Linked DNA regions of Rattus norvegicus: region 2 is linked to region 1. The links are chromatin contacts, called in public Hi-C maps. All regions are on one chromosome and are shown on one strand. The core of a region is the stretch at or near the end of the contact, and the rest is flanking DNA. Distances in the headings are between cores, read along the strand shown. Region 1 has its middle 11 kb from the start of Tas2r7l. Region 2 has its middle 250 kb from the start of Rnu6-210.

Region 1 (3,357 bases), core at 512-3,011:
GTATTGTTTAGAGCTCATTTGGACCCTTGATTCCTAACTTTCTTCTACGGGCTTGTTTTGAGCTATAACAGTCATTCTCAACTTTCCTACAGGACCCTTTAATACACTTCCTCACGTTGTTATGGCTCTCAGCCATTAAATTATTTTGTTGTTACTTTATAACTATAATTTTGCTACTATTATGAGTCATAATGTAAATACTTGTTATGCAGGCTATCTGATATGTAACGTCTGTGAAAGGGGGTTTGTGACCCACAGGTTGAGAACCACTGATGTGTATCTTTTCGTTGCTGCAAACCTTAAGAATTAATTGAATATAATTGATGAATACCGTCAGTCCTCCTCACTAATTATCAAACCCCAGGGTGACCCTTCCCCACTCTTCAAACTTGAAATTAATCATAAGCCTCTCAACAGGCTTTTAGCCTTATGCTTACTGTTTTTCTGTCTAATCTTGGCAACTCTCCTGTCCATCCAAAACAATTATTTTTAGTGTAGCACAGGCCTTAGCTTGAATGTCTTCTGTAAAGACTTGTGATGATTCCTCCTGGCCTAAAGGATCTGCTTCCTAGGCACCACTACCACCTTCCTGTCTAGGCTCATCCCTTACCAATTCCTCCCATACTTGAAGAACAGTTATTCTGAGCTCCATCTAGTTGCTTCCCTGCAATTCATCCCTAGACTGGAGGAATGGACCTGTTTTATTCCTTCTGCCTGGAACACCTCTATTTCATGCAGGTAGATTCTATAAATCCTTTAGCTCCACATATTCCACAACACCTTACTGTTTTGCGCAGCTAGCTTTCACACTACCTATTTTGCAGCATATTGAGTTTTCCAGAGATGGCTGCAACCTCTCTCATTAAACATATTCTTTGGAGTCCTCAGCTGCCGATGGATTCAGTTTTCACGTTGTGAAGAAGCTCAGGTCTTATGGAGAGGCCATGTGTAGGTGCTGCAGCTGATAGTCTCTGCCCAGGTGCCAGACTTGTGTGTTGGGCCACCTCCCACAATTCCATTCCCCAGCCATTTGAGTGTTTCTGGCAGGGATCCCAGACACTGCCTCAGAGAACTGACCTCAATGTGCTTTTCACAAATCTCTGATCCACAAGGCATTTGAGCATAACTAGGAGGTGAAATCACTCCCAAGGCCTATTATTGCACAGCAACAGTAATTTATAGACTTTCCTTGATTACCCAGGTGTTGATTAGCCTCCCGTTCTCTGGATTCCCATGGTATCTTGAGCATCTCCCATCTGAACTCTCCTCTCTGAACTGTCTTCACAGCTTACTCATTTCTCCCTCACACTAGCTGTTCACTCTGAGGTCATACTCATCTCCTGTACCTGCGTGTTCTCAGTACTTTGCAGAATGTCAGGCATAAAAATAACTGTCCGACAAGGACTTGCTAAAAGCATCAGCATGGCAGGAATATTCTCATCCAGCTTGCTCTTTATATAGGAGAGTGCCGCTGGGTGATGCAAGGGTTAGCACATACCTAAGCTTTGTTCTATTGCATTGTTCTATTGTAAAATAGGTTTCAGTCTCTGAATTTTTTATGAAAGCAAGACAATGTCTGCACTGGAAGAACTACCCAGACAACAGGAAGGTTAAGAGGCCTAGGATATGCTTGAAGTAGCAATGATACTAGGGAATTTAGACTACAGAGGGACTCACTAATCGAAACAGTATCTAACTGACCTTTATCTAAGGCAAGGAATTAATTATTAACCACACAGCCTGACCCAAACCTGCTGAGGCAAGAGTTGAATTCAGATTTCAACAGAGGCCTTTATGACGCGCAAAAGATCCAGGGAAAAGGGTAAGGGTATGATCCAGAGGGTTGAAGACAAGATCAATGAATAACGAAAAAATGGAGGCTGTTTATGGAGAAATCAACCCTTTCTTCAGGCAAACTAGACAGAAATGGAAGCACTATAATGCCTTGGTCAAATAGAAGTCTAAAAATAATACTTAACTGCGTTTCCTGATTAGAACTACAGATAATGACTGACAATTGGGTTTTGTTAGATGAAAAACAAGGATTTCTCTCAATACAACATTTAAATGAAGCAGACAAAGGAGACTGAGATTCAGATTAAGATGTTCCCCAAACAGAAAGTAGAGACCTAATAAGAACTATTCTGTCAGAAAAGAATACTTTTGAGACGCTCTTTTGTCCTACACTGAATTTTCTTTCTTGAAGTATTAATATATAAAGACATTGTTAACAAAATAACAAATTCTGACAAGTAGATGAGTGTCTTCATAGAAAGCCATTTTGTGGTCAGAAGCCAGGGCCCTTACAAGGTTCACAATGAGTCTTTAAAGAGTAAAATACCAAATTGCAATGAATTCTGCCATGCCATGCTAAATGCTTTGATAATGTAGAATTAAATAAGGGAGAGATATACAAAAAGCATGAAACCTACAGAAAGTAAACATATTCATGATATAAAATCCATATCCATTTTAGTTGTGTTTTTCAGGGTCTGGAAATGATTTTTCTGAAATTTGAAAACTTTTGACTGTTTTATGAGGAACCTAAGTATTCCATCAAATGCAATCTCATACTTTCGCAGCAAAACCCAAATTCTGTTGAACCGATATGTGGTATGGTATAGAGTCATTTTCTATAGCAATTTCAATTCTTTTTACTTAAATTTCTTTCTCTACCTGCCAACATGGCTGAGAATCAAGACCATAGTAAAATCCTGCCACCTAGTGACAAAAATTGTCATTTTTAAACAGTTTTTATTTTTCCATTAATTTACTCACTGTACATCTTGATTGAAGTTCCCCTCCTCCCTGTTTCCCTTCACACAGTCCCTCATCCATCCCCTTCCCTTCTTCTCTGAGAAGGGAGAGGATCCCCCAAGGTACCAACCCACCCCACCTTCACTGAAAGATTAGGCACATCCTTTTCCACTGAGGCCAGACAAGGCAGTCTAGTTACTGGTACGGGATTCACATACAAGCAAGAGTCAGACGGAGCCCCTATTCCAGTTGTTGAATCACCCACATGAAAGCCAAGCTGCACATCTGCTGCATATGTGCAGGGTGGGGCATAGGTTTAGCAAATGCATGCTGTTTGGCTGATGATTCAGTCTCTGAGATGGGGAAGGCTCCATGGTGTCTATGAGGGTGACTCTAGCTGAGTCTCCAAGCAGTTGGGGATATGGAGCTTGAAGTGGTCACCTTCTATAGCAAGGCAGGACTCCCTGTGGATGGATAAGGGCACCAGCCCACCCCAAAAACCTTTAACCCATAATTTGTCCTGCCTTCAAGAAGTGCAGGAACGAAGATGAAACAGAGACCGAGGAATTGGCCAACCAGTAACTGGCCCAACTTGAGACC
Region 2 (3,357 bases), core at 288-2,787, 890 kb before region 1:
AGTAGCAGATTTTTCTTACTTAGAGCCAAAAGCTTGACTGGGAACTACCTAAATAGATTACTACATCCACAGTAATGCATAGCTATGGGTCAGGGCAGCCCTCTACAGCAAGTCAAATATACCCATCATCAACCATAACTAGAGTACCTGAGTTCTAGGTCACCCCCAACATTAATTCTAATTTTGAGACAATAAGAAAACATTATGTGAAATAAATCACACTTCTTAATAAGAATTCATGATTTAAACAGGATCCAACCATGATTACCACGGCCCTCTTTAAGAGAACATGACATTGACAGATTTCCTTGTGATGGATAAGTCAGTCAATCTACACTGCCTTTTATGATGTCATTTTGCCCAAATAGAATTATTTTCATTTTTAATCTCTTTACCAATCCAATGAAATTGGTGGCTCAGGGGAAGCATGGGAAGAAAGCTCTGGGGTCAATAATCTGTGGGGTGGATTCATCATTGGAGGTTTTAACATTCCATAATATAACTGACTCTAGTATTCCAAGGGCCATCACCAATGGACAAGAAAGAATAACTTAGTATTCCTACAGCAGGGCCTAATACATACAAACTGTGCAAGCCACCTCCATAATAGTCTACTAACTATTACTATTTGAGTTTTACAATGCTTAATAAACTCTCCATCTCTCACTCTGACTTTGCTCAAATGATTTACTGTATATTTTAAACTACATGAATAATGATGACTATCTAAATATGAGTATGAGTTTATAGAAAAGTATGACTTAGGGGTAAAGGCAATCCTTGCAGCATACTACTAGGACTTCTGCCCCATCCCCTGCATCCATGCAAAAAGTAATGGGTATGGTGACATGCAGTTATAATCTCAATGTTATTAGACTTTAGTCAAGAGTTCACTAGCCAGTCTTCTTCATCAGTGAGCCAGATCTCATTGAGAGAGCTTCTCTCAAACAACAAGGTGAGTGGATCCTGTGGAAATGCATAAGAGGTTGACATTCCTATACACACACACACACACACACACACACACACAGAGAGAGAGAGAGAGAGAGAGAGAGAGAGAGACTCACAGAGACATGTGTGTCTGTGTGTGTGTGTGTCTACATACATGTCTTAGTCAGTGTTCTATTGTAAAGAGACATCATAATCAACTCTTATAAAGGAAAGCATTTGATTAGGGAGGGCTTGCTTATAGTTTCAGAGGTTTAGTCCAATATTATCATATTGGGGAACATGACAGTACATTGGAGGCAGACATGGCAGCAGAGATCTCTAGATCAATCCAAAGGCAGACACAAGAGAGAGAGAGCAACTGGGGCTGGCTTGTGACTTTGAAACCTCAAAGGCTATCCCTGGTGACATACTTCCTCAAACAGGGGCTTTCCTCCTAATAGTCCCACTATCTGATGACTAAGCTTCAAATCTATGAGCCCATGGGGGTTATTCCTATTCTAACCATCCCATTCCACTCTCTGGCCCTGCAGTGGCTTGTAGCCATAATGCAAAGCTGTTTTTAATTCGACTATGAAAGTTCCCAAAGTCAATAATCTCAACATTGTTTAAAAGTCCAAAAGTTCGAAGTCTCTTCGGAGACTCACGTCAATCTCTTACCTGCAATCCCAGTAAAACCAAAATCAGAAAGCAGATCAGATAATTCCAACATACAATGACACAGAATATACACTATCATTCCAAAATAGAGGGGAGTAAAAAAAATAATGGATCAAAACAAGATCTAAAACTTGCAAGGCAAACTCCAAGTTCTGTATCTACATGCCTGATGTCAGATCTCCAACTCTTTTCACCTTTGTTGACTGCAACGCGCTCCTCTTCCTTGGGTTGGTTCCACGTCCTATTGGCAGCTTTCTTTGGCAGGTATCTGGTGACTCTGGCATCTGTGATATCTCTGAATCTCCAAGGCAATCTAGGCTTCCGCTTCACAGCCTCACACAAAGGTGTCTCTAGATCTCCATGAAGGGAAACCACTGACACATGTCTGACCTCAGCAACTTTCCTTAGGCATGGAGGAAGATTCCATAACCCCTTTTTCTTGCATCCTTGTCCAAATCCGGAACTTTGCGGTCAATTATGGAAGTTACGCAGCTTGCTTGGACTGGAACATGGTCCCCTTGTTCAAATACATTTTCACCAGCTAATAGTCTCTGTTTTATTTTTTTTTATATTAAGCATCTTCCAAAACAGAAGAACTCAAAGATATAGAGCCGTCAAGTGTTCCTGTCTTTGATGGAACTGTGTTTGCATTTTTTTACTTATACATTATGCTTGTTGCCATTGTCACTGACAAATCTAACATTTCCCAGATTAAGATCTGTGTCTTCAGGTTTTACCTCCTGACATATTGTTGCTATTAGTGTCTGAAGTGTTCGAATCGAAGACTGTGTGGAAAGCTATACAGATACTTACAGTACCGTAACGCATGAGAATAATATCAAAGGCAATTAAAGTATAAAGGATGTAAAAGAGGATTGGGTAGTTTGAGTTTCGAGTATAACTGGAGAATTGGGTAGGTAGATATAGGAAAACAAGTGTTATGGTCCATATTAACCAAAATAAGTTGTATGAAGAAGCCTTACAGAAATCTATTAGCTTGTAAGCTAATTAAAAATTGTAACACAGTTTTAAAGGGGTTTTAATATAACTATCCTGCAGGGATAGACAATAGTCCTCCAAGATTATGTGAACCATAATGAAAATCTCAGTACCATGCACTTTCTTATGAGTTACTAATCAGAAGCACCAAATCAACACAGATTATTGTCACTGCTCTATTATCATCAAAACTAGATGGTAACCCAAGATATCAGTCAGTTTCCATGCAGGACATGGAGAAATTAACCTTGACTGATCAGAAGTCTCCCTTACTGGATAAGCCATATGATGCCAAAAGGTGCTACATAGGCTGTTGAGTAAGAAAGGACATCTATAGTTTGACCTAGTGCTGGCTTTCGTGTACTATGTTACTGACTTGTCTAGCAAGATTTACCCACTGACACAATAGTGTAATGATGGTCATAGAGATAGGCAAACAGTTTCAAAATTATATCTAGTCAAAATCCAAGTATACGTGTGCATGCTCATCTGTTAATCTTATACAGTCACCTCTCATCTAAGGTTCAAGGAACAACTTGAAATAGTGTAAAATGTAGTCCAGTAACCTTTGGGCATAATGTGGCTGCTATGCATATCTGTTCATAGCAATTGAGGTTACCTGCACAAGGACTGCACAATATTAACACAGTCATAATTCCCCCTCCCTCCAAAGCCCCATTCCTGGGAGAAGAACTATAGAGAATGGGTAGTTGCTGAATAAGAAAGATTCACTCTCCTTTGGGAGGATGC

What was found. A called contact is a pair of places that touch in the nucleus more often than the background predicts.
Region 2: a contact with region 1 is called in a Hi-C map of liver, with 5 times the contacts expected there. The contact joins two enhancer-like sites. A contact is called at or near these places in 7 of 12 Hi-C or Micro-C datasets (the A7r5 cell line, Schwann cells, frontal cortex and 4 more).

What each region holds. Positions count from the first base shown.
Region 1 is chr4:42,544,650-42,548,006 of GRCr8, reverse strand. No RefSeq gene overlaps it. Among named protein-coding and RNA genes, the nearest start is that of Tas2r7l, 11 kb to the right of the region's middle. Within about 2 kb of position 1,761, at least 7 of the 93 cell types and tissues checked have an H3K27ac peak or open chromatin away from gene starts, as enhancers often do. A contact at or near this core is called in liver, where this site is marked.
Region 2 is chr4:43,437,096-43,440,452 of GRCr8, reverse strand. No RefSeq gene overlaps it. Among named protein-coding and RNA genes, the nearest start is that of Rnu6-210, 250 kb to the left of the region's middle. Within about 2 kb of position 1,537, at least 1 of the 93 cell types and tissues checked has an H3K27ac peak or open chromatin away from gene starts, as enhancers often do. A contact at or near this core is called in liver, where this site is marked.